Regions from separate parts of the Sus scrofa genome. Here region 2 is linked to region 1. The links are chromatin contacts, called in public Hi-C maps. All regions are on one chromosome and are shown on one strand. The core of a region is the stretch at or near the end of the contact, and the rest is flanking DNA. Distances in the headings are between cores, read along the strand shown. Region 1 overlaps RBMS1 (RNA-binding motif, single-stranded-interacting protein 1). Region 2 overlaps RBMS1 (RNA-binding motif, single-stranded-interacting protein 1).

Evidence for each region. A called contact is a pair of places that touch in the nucleus more often than the background predicts.
Region 2: a contact with region 1 is called in a Hi-C map of alveolar macrophages, with 2.4 times the contacts expected there. The contact joins two enhancer-like sites. A contact is called at or near these places in 18 of 47 Hi-C or Micro-C datasets (alveolar macrophages, blood, embryonic fibroblasts and 11 more) and 2 of 2 datasets of contacts at active chromatin or transcription factors (alveolar macrophages and skeletal muscle).

The regions. Positions count from the first base shown.
Region 1 is chr15:67,246,610-67,249,309 of Sscrofa11.1, reverse strand. All of the region lies in intron 2 of RBMS1 (RNA-binding motif, single-stranded-interacting protein 1), which reads left to right. Among named protein-coding and RNA genes, the nearest start is that of ITGB6, 130 kb to the right of the region's middle. Within about 2 kb of position 1,434, at least 15 of the 83 cell types and tissues checked have an H3K27ac peak or open chromatin away from gene starts, as enhancers often do. A contact at or near this core is called in alveolar macrophages, omental adipose tissue and retroperitoneal adipose tissue, where this site is marked.
Region 2 is chr15:67,314,712-67,317,411 of Sscrofa11.1, reverse strand. All of the region lies in intron 1 of RBMS1 (RNA-binding motif, single-stranded-interacting protein 1), which reads left to right. Among named protein-coding and RNA genes, the nearest start is that of RBMS1, 93 kb to the left of the region's middle. Within about 2 kb of position 1,366, at least 6 of the 83 cell types and tissues checked have an H3K27ac peak or open chromatin away from gene starts, as enhancers often do. A contact at or near this core is called in alveolar macrophages, omental adipose tissue and retroperitoneal adipose tissue, where this site is marked.

The DNA.
Region 1 (2,700 bases), core at 185-2,684:
TCTAGACCTGTGTCTACCAAGCTTAGTCTCTGAAAGAGCTCAGATGAGGTACAAGGAGATGTTTAGAACAAACGCCTTTGACGTAGAAAGCACTCAGTTAAAGTGGGCTGTTGTTATTCTTTTATTCCTCCGTTCCTTCCTCCTAAATTTTGACTGATTATTTTTTGCCAGGCACTATGCCAGGGCCTGAGATGCTAAGAGGAAAGCAGTCTGAGGGAACACAGACTGATGTGATGCGGATGCAGACATGGGGTTGGTGTAGCAGCGGGCCGAGGGCTGCACCAAGAACACTGAGGACCCACTGCCTCGGGCCAGTGCAGAGGCAGCGCTTAGCTTGGTCAGGGAAGGTCAGAGAAGGCTTGCTGCTACTGGAGAGAACCATGAAACTGAGCCTTGCAGAATGAGACTGAATTTCCCCAGTGAAGTAACTTCTTGAAGGGCAGAAGATGAAGATGGAGCAGGACAAGCGCAGGGCCTTATACAGGATCAAAAGGCAGCTGGAGCTGTGTGAATTCCCAGGGTTGCTGTTGCAGAGTACCACAAACTTGATGACTTAAAATAATGTGTTATTATCCCACAGTTTTAGAGGCTAGAAGTCCAAAATTAAGGTGTCAGTAGAACCATGTTCCCTCTGAAAGCTTAAGGGAGAATCCTTCCCCGTACAGCTGGTGGTGCTTTGCCTGCAGTTCTTAGTGCTCTGGTTCACAGCTGCATCCCCGGGCTCATCTCAGTCAACACATACCTTCTCCCTGTGATTCTGTCTGGGTCCAGATTCCCTCTTAGAAGGACACCTGTAACATTGGATGTGGGCCTACCCTAATGGCCTTATCTTAATTCAGTTATATCTGCAAAGACCCTATGTCCAAATCAGACCACATTCACAGTCACTGGAGCTTAGGACTTGGACATATCTTTTGGGGGTACCCAGTTCAGCCCATCACTATGGGGGTCAGAAGATGGTGAGCAAAGAGCCCCCAAAGCATAATTTCTTTCTAAGATCAGGATCGTATATTTTTCTCAGTGCAACCTATATCTGTTTCATCTAGAGAACTTGAATTTGTTCCTTGCCAGAAAAGCCAGGTATTTTCATGTGAGAAACCAAGGCTTTCCCTAAAGTTATACAGTTGATTATCCCTCCCTTTGGAACTTATACGTAAGGCTTATTTTTCCCTATTAAATATTATAGTGTTGGCTTTGGCCAAGAATTCATTCTAGCCTATTGAAATAATTTCCAAGCACTATTTCTACCACCTTACATTCACCATTCCCCACTAGCTTTGGAACATTCATATATTTAATAAGAGTGCAGTCAGTGACCCGATTTGTGCCAATTTTTAGATGTTGAAAAAGTTCTGGCCAAGAACAGAGCCTTGTGACACATCCCTACATGCGTCGGCCTTGACCATCAGACTAGCTCAGTCACTTGTTTAGCTAGTTACCCACTCATCCAAACCACATTTCCTCTTCCCAGATGTCCTTGTCTAATCCACCAGCAAATAATGATTTTTATTTAGCTCAAAGCAAAATATACTTTGTAGCATTTCTGAGCAACCTTGACTTCCTCACTACTCCCCAGGGTAGAAAGAGCAAAAGTTTCACCATGGGTGTCTTCCTGGGAAGGACTTCTCTGGTGCCTGTTCTTTTCACCAGTCTCTCTATCCAGTCCATTCTGGAATTTTGCTTTAGCTCCATAAGCCTTACCTGCCTTTCTAGAATCTAGGTTTTTTTTGTTCTTTTAAAGAATGGGAATGATATGTCCCCTTTCCATTAGCGCCTCTCCTATGATGCAAGATTTCTCAAAACAACAAGATTGGGAAATCCTGATTATGTCATGTAAATAAGAAGTACTTTTAGCCCCAGTCTTTATTCACAGCACTCATACTTGTACATTCTGGAAGATGCAGCAAATTTAAGCTATCATGAGAGAGAGAGTCTTATTACCTTCATTGAAATATGGAAATTTTGTGAAACTGATACTAAAGTAATTTAACAGCTTTTGGCTCACTTTGGCTCCATTTTTTTTTTTTTTCCCACATAAAGATAATTCTTCTCTGATTTTCTTAAGCTTTAAGATTAGAAATTTTTAGAGCGGTATTGCTCTGTCTTTGGAATGATTGCTTATCTTTATCTGCAGTGTCTAAGGATAGTCTTATTTGGAGCAGATCAGTAGGAAACCAGCATTGGAGCCCTATTTATCCTTTTCCATTAGATCCGCCCTGAAGAGACGTGACCATTGTCACGAGTGACCCTTGAATGAAACATCTAAGTTTAGAAACATCAACTGTGCTGGCAGGCTACATTAGCATTCCCTTGCCTATCCAGCCCAAGTGTATTTTTTACTAATGATACATTTGTATCACATCCCCAGATTTCTTAGAACTGAAGTGAGTAAAATAGATATCATTTTCCTTTTCTGTCTGTTCTTCACACCGGCTTTTCAAGGTCGTGGGGCAGTCAGGATTTATTACTTTAGAAAAGGATGGCCTGACAGCATTTGGAAATCAATATGCTGGTGCCATGTTCTGGATCAAAGCCAACATTCGTGTTCAGTCTAGGAAATGTCCAATTTGACTCCTGCCGTTTTCAGCTCATGTCAGAATCAGGAGAAATTTCTAGGTAGTTTGCACACTCCGTTTTAATAGTTTCAGATAACCCTCTTTGCTTCAGAGAGTACGTTTACTTTTACTCTCTGTCACGTTG
Region 2 (2,700 bases), core at 117-2,616, 68 kb before region 1:
CACAACCAAAATAAAAACCAATTTATCAAGACTTTTATAGTTTTGAAAATACTTTAGTGTGTTTCAAAAGAAAAAGTGCTTTGTGCTGAAAAGCCTTTAAATAGAGACAGTATATATTTTCATCTTATTTTGAATTCTTTTATTAGCTGCTTTCCCCTCCAATTCCTTACGTCATTTGGGAATTGCTTTCTTGAAGTAATTGACATAAGTCATATACTTTGGTGTTTACAAATTGAGGCGTGTAGCAAGTCCTTTTTTGCCTGGTGGTTTTCAGTGGGGTCTTTAGGGTAGGGGTGTGAGTACCGGAATTTTCGTGTGTGTGTGTTTCATTTCTTTACAAATGATCTTACCACCCTATAGCTATGTTTGTTCAGTGTTGCTAACTTTTGATGAGTGAAGTACTTATCTCCTCAGTTTAAATACATTTACATAGTTTGCTGCTTTCTTGAAGATTAACTGGGTGTAGCTGCACGTGAAGAATTCAACAGTGATTCAGTGTTTGGCCTTGTTAGAGGATGACATACAAAGCTGTTGATTAATCCCCTCCAAGCAGTTTCTTTTCACAGCAATTTTTGTGTAGTAGATTGGGTTTTGTTAAAGTTTGAGGATTAAAGTTGTTCCGAGAAATGTTTCAAAGAACACTGTCTGAGCCCAGGCCCAATTTGTTGATTTTTTTTTTTTTTTTTCTTAAAGAAGGTAAACCTTTTCAAGCCACAGATCGGGAAATGAGCAGAACATTACATGGGTATACATACAAAGGTCTTGCCCTGTTTCTATAGTAGGTTCTGTCAATGTGTTTGTAATTCAGTAGGACTGAAATAGGTATCCACTGGCACTTGGAAAGTATGAAATTCACCAGCAGTGATCATCCAGTTTCTCTGCAACGCATCCCTTTTGGCATCTCCCTACATTTTCCATAGTTCATTTCATGTTTTGAACACATTTCCCGTTGTTCTTTCCTTCCTTACAGAGACTGCAGTCAGCTGGGCTCGCCATATATTGGTAATACTTTTCAAGCCCGTTCTAGGTGGTGGGAGGGGAGTCTGCCTTATCCAAATTTCTGAGAATACATTTCCAAAGCACTCTGCCCATAAATAAATTTTTTAAGATATGTGTGTATGTATATATATACATACACACATATATATATACACACACACACACATATATATGCTATCCCCTCCCAACCTCAGCTATATTTAATCTTCCCAGCATTCATATAAAGTAGAAAAGGGTCAGGTACTTTGAAGCGGTGAATTTAAATGGCCAGGTTGGTGAAAGCTAGGTCTCTGGAGTCAAGGGCTATGTCTGCTACCAGGAAAAAAAGAAGGAAGCCCGGTCAAGAGCAGCTGTAGTCCCACCACACTTCCCTTTACTTGGCCTCCCAAAGACATGTGGTTCACAGAACAGCCCAGATTTCAGCTTTGGGAAGTGTAGCTCTGTAATTTATTAGTGTTTTTTTGTTTGTTTCATAAAGGCCTTTGCCCTAGGGTTGTCACACAGCACACGGGACACCAAGTTAAATGAGAATTTCAGAAAAACAACAAATACTGTTCTAGTATAAGTATGTCCCAAATATCGTGTAGTACCCTGTGTTTTTATTTGCTAAATCCAGCACCTGTATCTCTGGGGAACCCAACTCACTTTTTCAAACAAGTTATACAAGACATCATAATTGTAAACCATATTATTCCCATATTTTCCTCTTAAAATCTTGCCTCCTAGCATATTCCTTGAGCCCTGGTAGTGCAGATTTCACATTTTAACTTCTTTAACCACCACTCAACCTAATTGAACAACCCTGGCTTAAGTCCTGACTCTGTCACTTGCTTGCTCTTTCACTTAACCTCCCAAAGCCTCGGGTTTCTGTTAAATAAAGATAATAGTGGCCACTCCACAGGGTTGTTGTTGTTAATCCTTCTAAGGTGTTATTATTATTAATGTCCCTACAGAGCAGGCAACAGCGGGTGGTCCTGGGAGGCTCTGTGTGATCCTGGGAGACCTTGACACAGCCTCTAAGAATGGACTTTGTTTAGAAGGTGGGGGCAGCCTCCAAAAGGGTAAGGATCTGGAGCTTGAAAATGAGGCTCTCAACCACATTAAAAAAATTTAAAAATCCAAAAGAAGTAGAAAAGAGCATCACATCATATTTTAAAACGGTTGTTCCTGTGTTTACTGTTGTTAGCAGAGTTTGCTTTCTCTTTGAGGAAAAGAAAGCCTTTCAACTCTCTATAATGATTGGAGTAGGGAAAAAAGAGCATTTATCACTCTTATTGATGAAAAAATCCTACCTTTTAATTTGTTTGAAAATGGACAGATTTGATTATTAGTATATGCATGATGATTTCCTGAATTCTTTCCTTTGTCTTGTTTGTACATTTGATTTTCGGAGATGCTGTCTTTGCCTTTCTCAGAAAAATAAACATTTTTTTCCCTTCTTGGACATCTGTAGGTGTTTGGTGGGTGTTTGTTTTTAAACTCGCATCTGTAGAGAATTCTTCACTTAATACATTCTAAAAGCTTGGTAAATTTTAAAAATAGGATAGGCATACCATGAGGAAAGAAGCAAGCTTTTCATGGAGTTAGGACAAGGTAAAAAAATTAAAGGGAGCAAACTAAATTCTGTAGTAAAATAATGAATCAATATAGCTGTTGTTATTTAACACTTATTAAATGGCAGCAGCCACAACAAAACCTGGT